Linked DNA regions of Hordeum vulgare: region 2 is linked to region 1. A link is a contact called in public Hi-C data. All regions are on one chromosome and are shown on one strand. The core of a region is the stretch at or near the end of the contact, and the rest is flanking DNA. Distances in the headings are between cores, read along the strand shown. Region 1 holds the start of LOC123399988 (DEAD-box ATP-dependent RNA helicase 7). Region 2 holds the start of LOC123399992 (flap endonuclease GEN-like 1).

The links. Hi-C and Micro-C count contacts between places; a contact is called where the count stands out from the background.
Region 2: a Hi-C map of seedling shows a contact between it and region 1, with 3 times the contacts expected there. The contact joins the promoter of LOC123399992 here to the promoter of LOC123399988 in region 1. A contact is called at or near these places in 2 of 6 Hi-C or Micro-C datasets (leaf and seedling).

What each region holds. Positions count from the first base shown.
Region 1 is chr5H:494,765,384-494,771,600 of MorexV3_pseudomolecules_assembly, forward strand. LOC123399988 (DEAD-box ATP-dependent RNA helicase 7) reads left to right here and starts at 2,867. Exons shown (of 13, transcript XM_045094378.1): 1 at 2,867-3,399; 2 at 3,844-3,978; 3 at 4,061-4,201; 4 at 4,290-4,401; 5 at 4,513-4,583; 6 at 4,675-4,829; 7 at 4,921-5,032; 8 at 5,502-5,603; 9 at 5,677-5,909; 10 at 6,001-6,097; 11 at 6,177-6,217. The coding sequence starts at 2,899.
Region 2 is chr5H:494,971,961-494,978,177 of MorexV3_pseudomolecules_assembly, forward strand. LOC123399992 (flap endonuclease GEN-like 1) reads left to right here and starts at 3,377. Exons shown (of 8, transcript XM_045094382.1): 1 at 3,377-3,688; 2 at 3,988-4,185; 3 at 4,451-4,621; 4 at 4,721-4,902; 5 at 5,001-5,250; 6 at 5,627-5,762; 7 at 5,950-6,217. The coding sequence starts at 3,485. LOC123399991 (SPX domain-containing membrane protein OsI_32082-like) reads right to left here and starts at 2,314. Exons shown (of 6, transcript XM_045094380.1): 1 at 2,207-2,314; 2 at 2,030-2,101; 3 at 1,804-1,924; 4 at 1,406-1,717; 5 at 1,178-1,285; 6 at 1-1,072. The coding sequence starts at 2,082.

The DNA.
Region 1 (6,217 bases), core at 1,617-4,116:
GTAAAGGCTATGAGTCATGAGGCCTGTTCCGTTTATCCTTGACATATATTTGCAATAAAGTTGTCAATCATGTTTGCAACAATAGTGAATCAAATGTGTGGCATTCGCGTCCCGTGTCATGTTAATTTTGGTTGCATGTCGCGACTAGCCAAATTGAACTTAATCCCTAGTTTCACCACTATCAAGGGATCTAAGTGTCAAGTTTGTGTGCAAGCTAAGCAACCTTGTAAGTCTCACACGACTCCCGAAACAAGAAACCTTGCACTACTAGAGCTCATACATTTAGATATATGTAAAATGAATGGCATTTTGACGAAAGGTGGAAAGAAATATTTCATGACATTAATTGATGACTCCACTAGATACTGCCAAGTGTATCTTCTAAAATCTAAGGATGAGGCTTTGAACTATTTCAAGATATATAAAGCTGAAGCGGAAAACCAACTTGATCGAAAGATCAAGAGGCTTAGGTTCGATCGTGGCGGAGAGTATTTCTCAAATGAATTTGATTCTTTCTGTGCGAAACATGGTATAATCCATGAGAGGACGCCTCCCTATTCACCTCAGTCAAATGGGATAGCCGAAAGAAAGAACCGTACACCAACTTATTTGGTTAACGTCATGTTAGACACATCGGGTCTCTCCAAGGCATGGTGGGGGGAGGCGATATTGACTACATGTCATGTCCTAAACCGAGTTCCCACAAAGAACAAAGAGATAACTCCATTCGAGGAATTGGAGACAAAAAGGTTAAAACTCTCTTATCTACGGACCTAGGGTTGTTTGACGAAAGTCAATGTGCCAATTCCGAAGAAGCGCAAGCTAGGACCAAAAATTGTGGATTGTGTTTTCCTGGGATATGCTTTTCATATCATTGGATATAGATTATTGGTTGTAAAATCTGAGGTATCTGACATGCATGTCGGTACAATCATAGAGTCGAATGATGCGAATTTCTTCGAAGATATCTTTCCCATAAAGGATATGTCTACCTCATCTAATCAGGAGAAGCCTAATTCATCGAATCATGAATTAGTTACAATTACTGAACCTACCATTTCGATGGAACACTTTGAAATTATGTGGAGGAGAACAATGAAGTTCCTACGAGGAGCAAGAGACATAGGACTGCAAAGTCCTTTGATGATGATTTTCTTGTGTATCTCATAGATGACACTCCCAGTTCTATTTCATAGGCCTATGCATTTGAAGATGTTGACTACTAGAAGGAAGTGGTCCGTAGTGAGATCATGCACCCCTTCACTGCTGTGGCCATAATCGTAACTACATTCGGCTTCAGGTGCAGTCACCGGCTTCAGCACGGGGAGCAGTAAGGCGGCAGGATTATATCCCTTGCGCCCGCAAGCTTTTAACACTGCACCCACTGGTCGTCCCGCTCTATGTGCTTCAGATAAAAGTAAATATTTGAACTCGACCGGGTCCATAATGCATGAACACCGATGGTATGTGTTTCAATATTAAACCCTAAACATCCGGCCAGCCATTATGTCAACTGACTAATAGACCATGTTTCACGGGAAGTCACTCGCACCTCAATGTATTGAAATTCACTAAGATCACCTCCCATCTCATTTGTTTGAACAGTAGCAGGACCATAGTGAAAAACCTAACTTCACTAAATCAGACATCTCTGTTGACTTCAAAAATTATTCAACAAGGACAAAATTTAGAAAAGGGACAAACCTAATTTTTCCGAATCAACTAAAAATTAGAAGACCTAAATATATTTTCCAGATCTACCGGAGCGGCTAAAATGATTAAACAACTTAATTGACATTTTCCGAATTAACTAAAAATTATAAAACCTAAATATATTTCCCAAATCTACCGGAGCATCTAAAAGTTATTCAACAACGCCATGGGAACAAATGTTGAATTTTACCCTTGAAGCGTGCGAAGGAACGATAAACGACGAACGACGAACACCACCACCTCCAACTCCATCACAACCACAACCTTCACCCACACTCCACCACCCCCCCGCCACCACCACCTCCACCTCAACCTCCACCACCAGCACCAAAAAATGGTCAACACAACCAGTACGAACTACCCCATCGCGAGTGGGACGAATGGTTTGACTGCCCTAACCCTATACAATACAAGTATGGTGGAAAATGTGAGAAAAAACGTCTAGGATTTAGTGTAGAGATGAGAGAGTTTTCGGATGGGAAGAGAAGAAAGAGGAGAAGGAGAGAAAGAAAGAGATAACGAGGAGGAGGAGGAGGAGGAAGAAGGGGAGGGAGGTAGTTGGCTCCGGCCTCGCCAAGGTCGAAAAGCCTATCGGTCACGCCAAGGCCGACTCGTCACCATCCTGACCGAGTTGGCGGGAGCGACGTGGCCCGGCCAATAATCGGCTACCACGTGGCCGACTAGGGGCGCTCGGCTACTGCTAGGCCGACTGAAGCGGCTTCGATTAGGCTGAGGCCGTTATATTTTTGTTTTTTTAAATGATGCAATATTTTTAAAAACAATAAAAAAGTGCAATATTTTAAAAAAATTAGCATGCTCTAAAGGGTGCCCGAGGAACCGCTCTAAGCAGGAGACAGGTCCCACGCATTCCACCGTGGACGATTCACGAAACACAACGGCCCCTCTCATAAAAGGAAGAAAAAAAAAAAACAAAACGCAACGGCCACGCATGCCGCAAAATATCTCCACCGCTTGGCCGGTGGCGCCCCACCTGTCATCACCTCCGGCGAACAACCCCCTGTCCCCACCTGTCAGCGACACACGGCCTAGGGTTTCATCCCCCGCGTCGTAACTACATAAACCTCTCGACCGCGGACCTCTCCTCCCCCTCTTTTCCCGGCTGCGCATCCCTTGCCAGCCTCCCACCCTCCCCACCCCCCCGCCGCCGCCGCCCCCGCCCCGTCGATGCCTTCCATCGCCGCCGTCCCTGAGCCCATGGCCGTCGACGACTCCGCCTCCAAGAAGGCCAAGCGCAAGCAGCTCAAGGCCGAGGCCGCCGCCGCCGAGGCAGCCGCCGCCGCCGCCGCCGCCTCCGGCAAGAAGGAGAAGAAGGACAAGAAAGACAAGAAGCGGAAGATCAAGGAGCCGGCCTCCTCCGACGAGGAGGGCCAGAGCAGCACCAGCTCCGAGTCGGAGCCGGCGCCCGCCGCCAAGAAGGCCAAGAAGGAGAAGAAGGACAAGAAGGCCAAGGCCGAGGAGCCGGCCAACGACGATGGGGAGCTCACCGCCAGCGGCGAGGAGGAGGAGCCCGCCGACCCCAACGCGCTCGCCAACTTCCGGATTTCCGAGCCGCTCAAGGACAAGCTCAAGTCCAAGGGCATCAACGCGCTCTTCCCCATCCAGGCCACCACCTTCGGCCTCGTCCTCGACGGCAAGGACCTTGTCGGCCGGGCGCGCACCGGACAGGTCAGTGTTCCTCTCATCCTCTTGTCTCATTTGGCTGGTTGATTTGTCACTTGATTGATTGATTTAGAGTAGGAACTAGGTGTAGCTAGGTTATACTGTAGTTTCCTCTGCGCTTACATTGTTTTAAAGAGAATAAATCTCTAATTTGTGACCATGATCATTGCTAGAATTCCATGGATTAGAGGAGAATGGTTGTTCCTGTTTCGGAATGGCACGCCTTTTGTTCACATGGGACAGTTTTATGCAATTATTGTTATTAGGAAAGTGGTAATATTTAACAGTAGTTCATAAGGTCTGTGCAGTGCAACATTGCTTGTAGTTATCGTTCTAGGTGTTCTTTCTGACCCTAAGAAGCAACCATTTTGGCGGCCTAGACATGAGGATCAGTTTGTGTTTGTGCCCATGTGATCTTTCCTAAAAAAACTGTTTTCATGTTGATTGTAGGGGAAAACGCTTGCTTTTGTTCTACCCATATTGGAATCATTGGTTAATGGGCCACACAAGGCAACCAGAAGGACTGATTACGGCAGGCCTCCGAGCGTTTTGGTTCTGCTGCCAACCAGAGAGCTAGCCAATCAGGTATGCACTACTTTCTGATTCTCAAGGAAGATAGATCCTTCCTCTAAATCCTCTGTGATCTGATATTCCCAACAAAATTCAGGTGCATGCTGACTTCGAGTTCTATGGTGGAACATTTGGGCTCTCTACATGCTGTGCTTATGGAGGTTCCCCCTATCGCCCTCAAGAGAATGCATTGAGAAACGGGGTTGACATTGTTGTTGGGACTCCTGGCCGTGTCAAGGTACTTTTCCGCTATGTTGATCCTGGTTCATTTGCTCTATATCTCTCTTAATTTGTTCTAATGCTCGCTACATCACTTCCTTGAGCAGGATCTTATTCAAAAGAACAAACTCAACTTGTGGTGCTTGAAATTCCGTGTCCTTGATGAGGCTGATGAAATGCTTAACATGGGGTTTAAGGACGATGTTGAGCTTATTCTTGGTATGTCTACATCCTTGTAATACTACTAGGTGTTCTTTCTACGAAGTTGTCTGTATGGTGTCGCATCTAACTTGCCCAACTTAATCCAAATTCCTTCACTGTTTTAAACAGGCAAGGTTGAAGATGTTACTAAAGTACAGACGCTTCTGTTCAGTGCTACTCTACCTGATTGGGTAAAGAAGGTATGAACCACTTTGGCAAGATATGGTACTTCTGTTGATAATCTTCTTCTTGACAAGCATGTGAACTGACTATACTGTGGAATGATTGTAGCTCTCAATGAGCTTCCTGAAAGCCGACAGGAAAACAGTTGATCTTGTTGGCAATGAGAAAATGAAAGCTAGTGCATCTGTTAGGCATCTTGCTCTTCCTTGCAACAAGGCCGCAAGGTCACAGATTATTCCAGACATCATAAAATGCTACAGCCAGTATGTACTTCTACCAAATGATCATCCTGTTCGCAGATAGACTAATGCAAACCTCACAAGTTCTTACTGTATTTTTAATCTCTGGTTTCAGTGGAGGACGTACCATTATTTTCACCGAGACAAAAGAATCTGCATCTGAGCTCTCTAGTTTGATTCCTGGATCCCGTGCCCTGCATGGAGATATCGCACAAGCTCAACGTGAAGTAAGTGATTCGGTTTTGACCATGCTCATGCCCAATGTGCTTGAAGTGAGCTAATGTGCTGTTCCTCTGCAATTTTTGTAACTAACATATTTTGATTGAGCTCTATCAGAATATATCATTTATGTTATGTATGCCAGTTGAGCTGGATATTATAGTATTTAAGAGTCCTGATTCCAGTGCTACCTCTGTCACAGTTAGAAGGCACGCACGTGTACCTAGGTTGTTAATTTGCCTGATATAAAATATATTGTTTAATATAAAAATTATATCATTAGAAAATAGAACATCTAAAGTTTTTAATGATATATATTTTTAAATATATGCTTATCATTAAATTGGTCAAATTAACGACCTAAGTACACGTGCCGGACTTATAAACTGAGATGGAGGGAGTAGTTTGCTTGTTCATCCATTTGTAATGTGCTTTTAACTATCAAACACAGCTACTGATTACCGGATTATTATGCAGGTCGTCATTGCTGGATTTAGGAGCGGGAAGTTCCTTGTTTTGGTTGCTACAAATGTGGCAGCAAGAGGCCTTGACATTAATGATGTGCAGCTTATCATTCAGGTATACTAATAACTGCCGTTTATTAACTTCTCTGAGAATTAGCTCTGTCACTGATCATATTCCAAATCTCTAGTGTGAACCTCCACGTGATGTTGAAGCCTACATACATCGGTCAGGTCGGACAGGGAGGGCTGGCAATACTGGCATTGCAGTCATGCTTTTTGATCCCAGATATAAATTCGGTGTGAGCAGAATAGAGAGGGAGTCTGGGGTGAAGTTTGAACATATATCTGCACCGCAGCCTACTGATGTGGCACAATCTGCTGGCAATGAAGCAGCAGAGGCCATTTCAAGTGTTTCTGACAGGTAATGTATTTTAACTCGTTAATATCTGGGCTAAACAGTTTCTGTGTTAGATTGAATTGTGTCATTAACTATGTGGGTGGATACAATGCAGTGTTATTCCTGTTTTTCGGCAACAAGCAGAGGAACTGCTAAGCTCCTCCAGCATGTCTGCAGTCGATCTACTAGCCAAAGCACTGGCAAAGGCAGTTGTAAGTCTGTTTATAGTTTTATATTTGTACTGTTACCCTTAGTGTTGATGGGTTAATTAACAAAAAATGTGTTCCTCAGGGCTACACTGACATAAAGAAGAGATCTTTGCTTTCATCTAT
Region 2 (6,217 bases), core at 2,127-4,626, 210 kb after region 1:
CGTTGATGGGGAGCACCGTCAGCCCCAGCGCCGCCAGGAACACCGCCACCGTGCTCGTGTTCCACCCGAAGTAGTAGCTCGTCACCACGCTCGACTCCGACAGCAGGATCTCCATCGAGAACTTGAGCATGAAGTAGATCAGCAGCTGCACCTTCACCGACGGCGTCAGCAGCCCGTACGCCTCGGCGATCGACGGCGCCGCCGCCGGGGCCGGCGTCTCCTCCTCCTCGCTTTCGCCCTCAGCGTCCTGCTTCAGCAGGTATTCACCCGCAAGCCCTTGCTTCCGGTATCCTAAGCTAGAGGAGCCACGAGAGGATCCCTGGCGGTGACCTTCATCGCCGGCGTCGCCGAGAACCGGCTCCTTGAACGAGATCCACAGCCAGAGCAGGTACGCGAGCCAGCCGAAGGCCATGACCCAGCCAGGCAAGGTGTCCTGGTTGATGGTGACCGCGTACAGCCTGAAGTTGACCTGGAGCAGGCCGGCGATCGCCGGGCCGCAGGCCATGCCGAGGGCGCTGGCGCTGACGAACGCCGCGGACGCCTGCATCCGGATCCTCTGCGGGACGCAGTCGCTGATGTACCTCCGGTTGACGGCCCTCGCCGACCCCATCCCGCACAGCACGCGGCCGGCGAGGAGGATGGCGAGGGAGTCCAAGTCGTAGGCCAGCGCGTACATGACGTTGCCGAGGAGGAGCACGACGCTGCTGAAGAGCAGCGGGCGGAAGTAGGAGCGGTTGGACCAGGCGCTGAAGTAGACCGAGGAGAAGAGCTGCGCCACGGCCATGGAGCCGATTATGACGCCGCACACCGTGGCTGCGGCTCCGAGGCTGGTGGCGTAGTCGTCGGCCGTGGGGACGACGATGTACGTGTTCACCATGTAGAGGAAGGTGTTGGCCAGGTTGAGCACCAGGGAGATGAAGTGGTACTTGTCCTCCGACACCTGCTGCTCCTCCGGTGAGTCGTCGGCGATGCTCCCCTGCGCGATCAGCGCGTGCTGCCCCAGGAACCGCAGGAAGTTGGTCGAGTTCGTCAGCTTGTCCGCCGTCGCCTTGATCATGTCGATTATAGGATCCTTCAGGTGCCACCACGTAGGGATCATTGTTAGCCACATAAGAACTGCGTAATCAAAACTCTTGTAGTTTTGTACTGTACTGACAAAAGAAGCACTCAAAGAAACCTTCGGAATGGCCAGTGGGTGCTGATCATAGATGTTCAGATAACTTCCTTCGCGCTCCTCGAGATCGCCGAGATTGCGCGACAATGCCCCCACAACAGCTCCAATACCCTACACATAGTTCAAGGCTCTAAACCTCAAATGCTCAAATGGAAACAATTTTGAATTTCAAGTTCACATTTTTGAATTTTGAAAGCAGCACCACTGAAAGGTGTTGGCCAATTAACTCACCACATGCTTGAAAACCTGCTGGAGCTGAGAATAGGGATGATTCGATCTGCTCCTGACATAATAATCCGTGAACTTATACCCGAGACGCTCGTCGAACTTCTTCAGGATCTTCCGGACCGCGTTGGCGTTGAGATCGACGAACTTCAGAAGCCTCACAAGATCATGGCCAACTGCCCTGTAGTCCTCCCTCAGTTCAGTTATCTCCTGAAGAAGTGGAATGTCCTCAAGTACCGCCCTTCGCTTCCCTAGCTCTTCTAGCCGCGCCGCGATCAGCCCTTGCTGTTCTATCATGAACAGCACTATCTTCTCAATCTGAAACAAAGGGGAACAACATGAGATAATCTAAAATGAGAGATTTAAGCTGCGCGAAGCCGATGGAATTATCGACAAGTTAGAACCTCATCGTCGAGCAACTTTGAGAAATCTTTGAGAACGCGTCTTCGGTCGTGATTGCCTTCCTTTGTCTGCTCCGTGTACACCTTCACTCTCGCCTTCAGCAATTTGTAGTTGAAGTAGTACCTGAAAGAAACAAGCAGACATGTGATGTTTCATCAGGACCAAAACAGAGTAGAACAACAGAGGAGACAATTCAAGTTGATCAGAAAATGAGGAAATTTCACATACTCCTCCCATCCTGGAACCTGGTCCGTTGTTAGTTTCTTGGAAAACTTCACCATTTTTGCTCAGATTGTATACCTACAAGGCGAGGAAATAATTTCCTGTCAGAAAGAGGAAATAACCAAAAATCAGATAAGAACTGAGTAACTTGGCAATAAGAACTGATTGTATAATCAGGTGAACCTTTCTCAGAATGGAGCTAGAAAACTAATGATCACTTCTTGGGCTCCTCCTTGAACGGATTCTTTGTGGTGAAAGTGGATGGGTGGTGTGCTACTATGTGCTCACTAATTCACTATATATAGCTTTCCACCGGGGAAGCATTCCGGCAGGCTGGATGAGCTGATTGATAAGATCCATGATACAAATAGGTGGAAATCAAGTCTGATACGTACAGCTGGGCAGGATAATTATATATGTATTTTTCACTATCATATCCATTAACTTCTCCATGGATTAAATCATACTCCCTCCGTTCCATAATATAAGTCTTTTTAGATATTTCACTAAAGGACTACATACGGATGTATATAGACATACTTTAGAGTGTAGATTCACTCATTTTGTTTTGTATGTAGTCCCTTAGTGAAATCGCTTAAAAGACTTATATTTAGGAACGGAGGGAGTAGTAGTGTTAGGTCCAGCCAACAATCACCTTGTCTGACTTTTGTGGTGATATTGTATGAAAGTATTCGGCCGAACCTTTCCCTGATCCTATTGAGAAATATTCGTCAAGCAACCGACCTAGCAAACACATTACATACCCGCAAAATAAAGTAAAATAAAATAAAATTAGGCACACATTTATTTTCATTTTCCTCTGGCCAAATACATAATGCCGAGGACCACTACTACATGGCTCATCATATCCACATACATCTAATTCCGTTTGTTTTACTTTTTGAGAGGCTCACAACTGTTTTCTTTTCTCGAACATTGGAGTTGACAATCATAGTTTAGTGCTTCAGGAAATGAAAGCAAACAAAAGTCAGTCCTTTGTTTTTTTGCAAGGGAGGAAAGAATTATAATAACAGCACAACCTACAGAGCATGATACAGTCAGGTGCATCTGTCAATTCAAAGATTAAAAAGAGATACAAAAAAGGATTTTATTTTTGTTGCGATTTATACATACAAGAATTCACGTTTTGCAATTAACCAGAAGGATCTATTCTTTTTTTAGTTGCTGATGATTTTTTTTGAGTAAAGTTGCTGATGAATTTGAGCAGTTCAGAAAAAAACATTTCAGTTCCTGGCGCAAACGCAACCGCTTCAGGTTTTTTAATCGAACGGCCGCAACCTGTCGTCTCGCGGCCCACTTGGCACTGGCACCGAGAGCCGACCCACCCAACGGCCCATTAGCCGCAGCGGCGAGACCCGCGATTCGCTGAGCCCGAGCGCCCTAGGCTAGAACCCCCGCCGTGTCCGGCGACGACGACGACGCCGGCGAAGAGGAGACGAGATGGGCGTGGGCGGCAGCTTCTGGGACCTCCTGAAGCCGTACGCGCGGCAGGAGGGTCCGGGGTACCTCCACGGCCGCCGCGTCGCCGTCGACCTCTCCTTCTGGATCGTCTCCCACAGCACCGCCATCCGGGCGCGCTCCCCGCACGCGCGCCGCCCCCACGTCCGCAACACCTTCTTCCGGACGCTCTCGCTCTTCGCCAAGGTCGGTTCGGTTTCCTCCCTCCCTCCCGCCTCTCCCTTCGGCCTCCCTCCCCCATCTCCTCTCTGGATTCTACTCGTAGTTCCTCGTCGATCTCTCCCGTCTGCTGATGCTCCCCGGCGATTGGTCTCCTGCATTGAGGTATTGGGACATCCTGCGTCCCGCAGTGGTCGTCCGGCGCTGTTCAAGCGCCAATCTTGGAGATGCGGCCGCGGCCCAATCTGTGTTGGGAATACTCCTTTGTGTTTGATTCCTCTGTTTTTTTGACTCACCGGTCGGATTTGTTTTCTGAACTGCTGCAGATGGGTGCTTTCCCGGTGTTCGTGGTGGACGGTGAGCCGTCGCCGCTCAAGTCGCAGGCCAGGGCTGCGCGCTTCTTCCGAGGCTCTGGGGTGGACCTGCCTGCTTCGTCGAGCGCCGAGGCGGAAGGGGAGGCCAGTGCCCCGGCGCCGGTGAAGGCGAGAAACGCTATCTTCACACGATGCGTTAAGGACTGCGTGGTCAGTGCCCATGTGTTTGCAAATGTTGTCTTCATCTTTTCAAGATTCAGAATTTAATTTTGGTTCAGAAAGCTTGACTGAAATGCAATGTATTAACACTAAAAGATGATCCTTTGTGTGTGTTTATAAGCCTTTGAGACATTTCGTTAGTAGTTCATGTAAGTTTCCAATCTATGTTTGCTGAGGCATTTCGGTGCTCTAGGATTACTATTGGAAACAGGTAAAGTTTCTATCTTTGACAGTATTCATTTTATGTGACGCATAGGAATTGCTTGAAAATCTTGGAATGCCAGTATTGTGGGCAAAGGGTGAAGCAGAAGCCCTTTGCGCTCAGTTGAACAATGAGGGTGAGGTGGATGCCTGCATTACTTCAGACAGTGATGCTTTTCTCTTTGGAGCCAAGACTGTCATAAAAGTGATGCGGTCGAATTGTAAGGTAGGCAGCCTGTTATACTTCTTAGTTCTTATACCATGAGATGAATGATTTGCTCCACTTCCCCTGTACCATGGTGCGATGATCCGGAATTTCTTTCAGGAACCTTTCGAGTGCTACAACATAGCAGATATTGAGTCTGGGATTGGATTGAAGAGGAAACAAATGGTAGCCATGGCACTTCTTATTGGCAGTGACCATGATTTGCATGGCGTGCCTGGTTTTGGTGTTGAGACTGCACTTCGATTTGTGCGGTTATTTGATGAAGATCAGATTTTGGATAAGTATGTTTCATACTTTGATGAGAGATTCTTGTAATATGTAGCATAATGAGTTGCCCAACATTGCATTTCCGAACCCGATCTTATTTCTCCTTCTCCAGATTACATGAAATTGGTAAAGGAATCTATCCATTCCTAGAAGGATTTGACAAGGCCCATGTCGATGATCTACCATCACCATCCACAAAGAGCCCACCAGTTGCGAGATCGCCTCACTGCTCACACTGTGGTCACCCCGGTAGCAAGAAAAATCACAGCAAGACTGGATGCAATTATTGCTTGGTGGATTCTTTAGAATTTTGCATGGAAAAACCAGCTGGTTTCGTATGTGAATGTCCTAGCTGTGAAAAGGTAATCTCACTTGATCTACTGTAAAGCATAACCTTCTCGGCAGTGTATTCCACAGTTCAGAACACGTGTATTTTATAATTGACAATGCCTGATTTGGACAAAAACTGTTCCTTAAGCCTGTCCAAGGTTGTTTGATAGCACTACCCTCAGGCCTCAGCTGCTAATTTGTGTCCGCATACCTGTATATATTATCTTTATTGAATTATGCACAAAAACTGGTTTCTTGACTTGTTCACTGTCAATAATGCTTCTGATGTTTTCTGTTCAATCAAATAAAATGTAGTACTGTAGTATACAGTGCTTATTCCTTCCCTTCAAATGGTTTATGGGTCGTAGTTATCTTTATTAAGAGTATCTTTGTTGGAATCAATTTTAGGTGCGTGATCTGAAAGCACAGAAAAGACATGAGAATTGGCAAATCAAGGTGTGCAAAAGATTAGCTGCTGAGACAAATTTCCCAAATGAGGAGATAATTAGATTGTATCTATGTGATGACAATTTCGATACTAAAGGTAAAAGTTAAGAACACTGCTTTTAATATTTCTCGATTTCACCTGCACTTGAGAGTGAAGCTTCTGAACTTGCTGCAAGTGCCAGTTATATTATCCATACTTTGTTCTTCACTATTTAAGTACATGAGAATCTGTTGATTGTCCTCATCGATATGTACTAAGTGAGTCATCATTGTGCTGTCTGCAGAAAGTGGTGATCGAAAGCTTGAGTGGACCGAGCCTAAAGTTGATGATTTGGTTGACTTGCTAGCTTATATGCAGAACTGGGAACCGTCGTATGTCCGACAGCACATGCTCCCTATGCTATCAACTATATATTTGCGCAGAATGGCTTCATCTCCGTGTAAATCATTGCTTCTCTGTGACCAATATGAGTTCCATTCGATTCAGCGCATTAAGATAAAACATGGCCACCCTTATTACTTGGTCAAATGGAAGAGGGCCACTGGTGGTAT